Linked DNA regions of Mus musculus: region 2 is linked to region 1. The links are chromatin contacts, called in public Hi-C maps. All regions are on one chromosome and are shown on one strand. The core of a region is the stretch at or near the end of the contact, and the rest is flanking DNA. Distances in the headings are between cores, read along the strand shown. Region 1 holds the start of En1 (engrailed 1). Region 2 overlaps Gm29345 (a long non-coding RNA gene).

Evidence for each region. A called contact is a pair of places that touch in the nucleus more often than the background predicts.
Region 2: a Hi-C map of muscle stem cells shows a contact between it and region 1, with 2.6 times the contacts expected there. The contact joins the enhancer-like site here to the promoter of En1 in region 1. A contact is called at or near these places in 2 of 39 promoter capture datasets (the 3T3-L1 cell line and liver), 6 of 484 Hi-C or Micro-C datasets (the C2C12 cell line, brown adipocytes, cerebellar granule neurons and 3 more) and 2 of 115 datasets of contacts at active chromatin or transcription factors (neural progenitor cells and pancreatic cancer cells).

What each region holds. Positions count from the first base shown.
Region 1 is chr1:120,600,585-120,604,119 of GRCm38.p6, forward strand. It overlaps En1 (engrailed 1), which reads left to right and starts at 1,903. Exons shown (of 2, transcript NM_010133.2): 1 at 1,903-3,337. The coding sequence starts at 2,449.
Region 2 is chr1:120,830,199-120,833,733 of GRCm38.p6, forward strand. All of the region lies in intron 1 of Gm29345 (a long non-coding RNA gene), which reads left to right. Among named protein-coding and RNA genes, the nearest start is that of Gm34584, 26 kb to the right of the region's middle. Within about 2 kb of position 1,958, at least 3 of the 459 cell types and tissues checked have an H3K27ac peak or open chromatin away from gene starts, as enhancers often do. A contact at or near this core is called in muscle stem cells, where this site is marked.

The DNA of each region.
Region 1 (3,535 bases), core at 653-3,152:
CTGGAGATTTCGGGGAGCCCTTGGGTTAGAAGCAGAAGGTAACCCACAAGAAAGCACAGTAGATGTGGAGAAGCCTCAGAAAGTTGGAGAGACCGCGGTGGCCCCAGAGACTCAACTCTGGAGAGGTTCTTGCCACCAAGCCCCAGCCCAGTCCTTTTTGGAAACCCGGCCCAGAGAAGTCGGGAGATTCTCGGCTGAGCCTGAGAGGCAGCCAAGCAAAAGGCGAATTCTGTTCTTCGTCCAGGACAAACTTTGCATCATTGCTCCGGTTAGACTGGTGGGTTTGGTTGTATGTTCTTCCCAATCTAGCCTCTGTGTAAATAAAATCTTACTTTTTTTTTTTTAACTAGGGGTAGAGAGTGTAACTCTTATGAGGTAGTCAGAAACTATGACATTTGGGGATGGTGATCAGGGAAGTGTAGTTCTGCCAGGATCTCCAACAGGACATTGGGTGGGAAAGGCCTCCTCTGTGGAAGGCTTTCTTGGACTGAAGGCTTCAACAGTCTATTCGTACCCGACCCTCCAAAACAGCTCTCCAGGAAATCTCTCCGGCGTCCAGCATCACCCTTCACTCTCTAACCTGGGTTGAGGAAAAACTTTTGAGGTATTTCACTCGGGAAAAGAGGAAATGCCCAGAATACAGCAGCGTGGAAGCGACTGGAGGCGAAAGTGCTCAGGGCCCCACCCCAAGATGCCCAGGAGTGGGCAGCAATTCCAGCGAATTCAGCTTAGAATTAGGGTAACCCGTTGTTGAATCTTCAGCCGGCCAAGGCAAACATTTGAAGCGCGGTAGTTTTATTGTTCTGATTTTTACTTTGCAGGGAAATCTAACACAGAGGTTTCACTGAAGTTGAAACCCAAACCTAGGCCTTGCAAGGAGGCACATCATGTCGCCTGGCTTAGGTGCTCTTCTGAGACAACTCTACCGGGCTAGGGCAATCCGGATTTCCCTTAGCCAAGGAAGAAAAGGGCAGAATGCACTAGGGCTCTTCTATGGCCTCTGGACGTGGCTCCACAGCGTCCGGACAGCTTGTGGGTGTTGGTGATCCAGACAGGGAAGGGCATAGTTACGAATCTCTCAGCGACAGTGTGGCTAGCCACTGACACAAACCAACAGTGCCAGCAAGGTGTAGCAGGCCTCTTGGGTTTGCCATTAGTGGGAAACAAACGACACCTCTGAAGGTAGCTAGCCCTAAGTCTTTCGCTCATGCCCGATCTCTTGGTTTTTCACACACACACACACACACACACACACACACACACACACACACACACACACAGAGAGAGAGAGAGAGAGAGAGAGAGGGGGGGGGGAGACAGAGAGAGAACGTGGGAATATAAGAATATAAACTAAATCGGCGACCGGGGATGGGGAGGGGGGTGTATGGTATCCCAAATCCCTGCCGCTTCTCGTTGTTCCCAGCACACACGAACCCATAGTCCTGTATTTCTCCAACAAGTTGTGGACTTGCTTCTCTTATCTGTCTACATCCCAAATTCTAGCTTTCTCGGATCTCTTCATGCCCTCTTCAGTCCGGATCTGAAGGGGGGAGGGGCGTGGGCACAAATGGGGGCAGGGCAGGCCGGACGTACGGGGCCTGAGCCTCTGCACCCCCTCTCCACCCACGGCCGCCGCCCCCGGATTATTTATCCGCAAAGTCCCGCGCGCGCCCATTGGGCCGAACCCTGAGTGTCAGCGCGAGTTCTGGCTCGCCATTGGTCTCACACACGTGCGGCCCTGACTCACGTGCTTCCGGTTTGAAGGCAAAAAGTGTGCCTGGGTGATTTTTTTTTTTTTTAAGCGAGAGAGTTTGTGCAAAGATCCGAGCTGTCAGAGATTTCAGGGGGGAAAAGGGAGCCCGGCACTGGCGGAGACGCGCTCTCCCTGCAAAAAAGCAAAGACGATTAAAGGCGCTGCCAGCCTCGCTCTCTGGGCACAGCTGAGCGTGACACTGGGGAAGTCAAACCCCTCTACTGCCTAGGAAGATGGCTAGACTTTAAAGATTATTTTTTTCCCTTTAAGGAAAAAGTCTCGGAGCTTTAAAAAAAATTCCTTTTTCTCTTTTTTTTTCTCCCCTCTTTTTTTTTTTTTCTGAGCCGTGGCTTATCCCCCCATTAAGACCAATCACTGAAATCTTGTTGCTGAAAGAAAAAAAAGAAAGAAAGAAAAAGAAAAGAAAATAATAGCCAAGTGTCTTCACTGTATCTGGATGTCTACAAATTAGAGAGAGGGAGAGAGCGAGATTTGCTCCACCAGAGCGGGCGAGAGCCAGGCCAGACGCTCGCCTTTCTTTTTTCCGCCTGCATCCGCCCTGTGCCTTCGCTGAGGCTTCGCTTTGCCTTCTTCCTCTCCGCGCACCCCCACGGGCCCGCTGGCAAAGTGGGGTGGGGAGCGAGGCGCGGGGGGCGGGGGCCGGCGCCGCGGCCAGGGCTGCCGGGCGGCCGAGCATGGAAGAACAGCAGCCGGAGCCTAAAAGTCAGCGCGACTCGGGCCTCGGCGCGGTGGCAGCGGCGGCCCCGAGCGGCCTCAGTCTGAGTCTGAGCCCAGGAGCCAGCGGCAGCAGCGGCAGCGATGGAGACAGCGTGCCGGTGTCCCCGCAGCCAGCGCCCCCGTCGCCTCCTGCGGCACCCTGTCTGCCGCCCCTGGCCCATCACCCGCACCTCCCCCCGCATCCCCCGCCCCCGCCGCCGCCGCCGCCGCCGCCACCGCAGCATCTCGCGGCGCCTGCTCACCAGCCGCAGCCCGCGGCCCAGCTGCACCGCACCACCAACTTTTTCATCGATAACATCCTAAGGCCCGATTTCGGTTGCAAAAAGGAACAGCCCCTGCCTCAGCTCCTGGTGGCTTCGGCTGCAGCCGGAGGAGGCGCAGCAGCAGGAGGAGGAAGCCGCGTGGAGCGTGACCGAGGCCAGACTGGTGCAGGTAGAGACCCCGTTCACTCTCTGGGCACACGAGCTTCGGGGGCTGCCTCGCTCTTGTGTGCTCCAGATGCGAACTGTGGCCCACCCGACGGCTCCCAGCCCGCCACCGCTGTCAGCGCCGGCGCATCCAAAGCCGGGAACCCGGCTGCTGCGGCGGCCGCGGCCGCAGCAGCGGCTGCAGCGGCAGTGGCGGCAGCGGCGGCAGCAGCCTCGAAGCCCTCGGACAGTGGCGGTGGTAGTGGAGGCAACGCGGGGAGTCCCGGGGCGCAGGGCGCCAAGTTCCCGGAACACAACCCTGCGATCCTACTCATGGGTTCGGCTAACGGTGGGCCGGTGGTCAAGACTGACTCACAGCAACCCCTAGTGTGGCCCGCCTGGGTCTACTGCACACGCTATTCGGACCGTCCGTCCTCTGGTGAGTACCCGAGCCGGGATGTGCATATGTGTCCAGGCCATGCTCTAGAATTTCAAGCCGTCACGCCCGGGAGAGTCCAGTTTGAAGCTCCATCAGCTTCACGTTTTATTTCTCTTGCCCCGGGTCCTAGTCACAACCGATCCTGTGCTCGATTCTGCCCTGCCATGTTGGCCTATTCGACCAAGGAAGTTACAGCTA
Region 2 (3,535 bases), core at 708-3,207, 230 kb after region 1:
TATTAGCTCTGTTTTACAGATTAAGCCAAGTCAATTCATGTTGCAAATCTCTGCTCATAGCTAAAGGCAAGTTGCAAACCAGAACAAAGGCAAGTTACAAACCAGAACACACACTTTCAAGTTCCTACATTGAAATCCTTACCCACATGGGCTGGGGAGATGGCTCAGCCTATAAAATGCTTTCTTTGCAACTTTGATAGCCTAAATTTAACCCCTAGAATATAAGCCTAGGGTAATGACACACACTTGTAATCCTGGCACTGAGGCAGAGGCATGCCGAATCCTGAGGCGCACTTGGCCCGCCAGCCCTAACCTACTTTGTAAGTTCTAGGTTAGTGAGAGGCTCTGTCTCAAAAGAAATCAAGGTAGACAGTATCTTAGGAACAACAACTGAGGTTAGCTCTGGCTTCCACGTGCATGTGCACACACAGGCACCTGTACAAATACCAATACACACCACAGCTTAATAAAAACATCCCTACCCTCAGAATCTCCAAATGTGACTGTATTTGAGACAAGGTTACTAAGGCAAAGGGATCTGACAATGGTCCAGCTGTAATGCTGTTGTGCACAAAACATGGGGATGGTTGCAAGAAAGGAAAGTGTCCTTGGCCTGACACAAAGTCCTATATCATAGTCTTAATCCAATAAGGCTAGCACCCTTACAGGAAGAAGAGGCAGACGGACATGGCACACAGAGCAATACCCTTGGAAAGGCATATGGCGGAGGTTGGCCAAGCACAAGGCAGGGAGATGGTCACTGACACCTTGAGCATGGGCTTAGGGCTATGGTAGCTCCATCCAACTGAGACAATGTGTGACGAGAATTCAAACCCTGATTGGCCATTTCTTTGTGCTGTAGGAAAGATCAGCAGAAAGGTGGAAGGCAGCCAGGCAGGAGGATGTGTAACTCAGTGGGGAGAGGATGTTGGTCATTCAGTAGGGATGCAACAAGGGTCAGTGAGACCTCCTGGCTGATGAGCCTGGGTCTGGGAAGGAGCATGGGGTTGAGAAAGACCCTTCTGGGTAGAGGGGGAGGGATGACATTCTAGGCCACTGAACAGCTGGGTTCGCTGGATACCAGAATCTCTACCACTGACTGTTTGGCTGAACATTTGGCCAGCTAAATACACATGTGGACACAGCTCTGAGGAATGTTGGCCCAAACCAAGCACAAGACAGGAGATGGTGTGTAAATCAGGGGTCTCTTCCCTTCAAGCCCAGAAGATGAGTAAAGGCAAAAATCCAGTAACTTCGCATATTTAGTATGAGACCAAGAGTGTGAGACCTGATGAAGCTCATCCCAAAAGATCTCATCTTGGAACAAGAAAGACAACAATAGACCAGGCACATGGTTAAAACACCAAACTTGGGGGTACATGAAGGGAGGGGATCCCCAGGCTGACACACAATGGATCAAATGTGATAAGTCCTTTGAGGCCAATCACATACCATCATCCAGCCCCATGCTCTGTCAAATAGTAAAAGCAGATGTGTTTGCAAACTGGCAAGAACTCAGAAGACATTTCTTGTGATTGGCAGGCGCTTAGGTAGGAGGTTGCCAGGGATAGTGAGAAGAAAATACTTGGGTGGCGATCCAGACATAAGCATACCCCAAACCTCCCCCAACCCAGCTCCTCTAACAATAAGAAAAGAGAAAATCAATATCAGCTTGGGCAAGAATAGATCTATTGTAACGTGGAAGAAACCCACATGATAGACAGGATAGGAGGAAAAGATATTCCACATCCCTGAAATTATTCTGCTCTATTGTCTGATCTATCTCATCCAAACACCATGCAGTTAGGGCCAGGTGCAATAGTTTAAAGTTGAGGTATGTGTGGAGAACAAAGTTCCCATCTTGGCTTGTGAAATTTTTTCTCTCCATGCTTCATCTAGAGCCTTTGACCTTCTATTATTTGGCTTCAGAAACAACCCCCAGTTTCCAGTACATTCTTGGGGAAAGAGTCAGTTCTCTCAGCCTGTAGCAAGCATTCACAGAGTAGCCATGACCATGTCTATCCAAGATAGTGGCCCCACAAGAATGCATTGGCATTTATGTACTGCTAAAGGTCTAGCCAGATTATCTAAGACCCTGTAAAAGGCTGGAGGGGAGGAGGGGTCAGGTCGAGTGGGTCCAGGCTCCAGAATAAGAATCCTCTCTGTTTTGTTCTCCTGACCTCCTAAATAGGGTGAGTTCTGTGTTTTTTCTAAAGGTGCTTATCTTTTACTTCATTCTAGCTACATACCTGTGGCGGACAAGGGTTAGGGCAGGAAGCACCCCAGAATCTCTGGTTGCCTGAGCTCAAGGCGGGGGGGGGGGGGCACTTATGGGCTGTCATGGCCAGTGGACAAACTCATTGTGTGATTGAATTGAAAACCGGATAATATGGTAGCTCTGATGCAGGTGTGAGCAGATGCTAGCTACAGATTTCAGGGCCAAGAATATACTTGGTTTCCCTGAAGATCAGCTGGATGAGGGAATTCATAATACTTCTCCAGGGCAGAAGGGAACTTGATGGACCGTCTCTCTAGAGGCAAGGAAGAATGTACATAGACAGTTGTGATGGATGTGTGGTGGAATCTATTGTGCCAAAGCTTTATCTTATTAGTTTAGGGTACAGTGTTTTAACATGGATGGATGGTGTTATGACGATAGTATAGCACCTATGGTGTCTGCCAGCCCACCATCCTCACAGTTCCCTTCCTCCCTTCCTCCCTTCCTCCCTTCCTCCCTTCCTCCCTTCCTCCCTTCCTCCCTTCCTCCCTTCCTCCCTTCCTCCCTTCCTCCCTTCCTCCCTTCCTCCCTTCCTTCTCCTCTTCCTCCTCCTCCCATCTCTCTCTGTAAGTAGGTAAGTAGAATAATTCAATGATCAATGAGCCTCAGAAATCTTCTACTTTTTATCCCCCACCCCCATCCCCCTGCCCCAACACTGGGATTTGTCGCCATGCCTGGCATTCTTTACATGGATTCTGAAGTTCAAATTCAGGTCCTCATGCTTGCAGAGCAAGTGCTTTATCCACTGGAGTCTTGTAAACTCAAGAGCAAGTATCAGCACTTGTTAACACAGTTTCTCTGTTCCTGAGGTCTTCTACATAACACCATTTCCTTTGCACAGTTCTAAAACACACAATTCTCAGTTGCCACAATTCAGATAAATGATACCAAGTCCCAGAAACATTGTTAGACTTTGGCTATCATGGCACATGAACTGAGAATGGTTGTAAAAAAAAAAAACATTAGCTCTTGTGTCCATGACTTATTGCAAAACTTCAGATAGATATTTTAAGGCGAAATGTATCATTTCATTCTGAGTATGATCACATAGAATCTATTCTTCCATTCACACACAAAGCTAAGTGCATAGCTTTATCATTTCTTTGTCACTCAGTGACAACTTCTAGTTCATGGAAATAGATGAATGTGATGGTTAGTGCTAATTGTCACCTTGACCAAATCTAGAATTACCCAGGAGATGGTCCTCTGGACATGCCTGTAGGGGGATTTGTCTTGCCTGCATTACTTCTTGTGGGA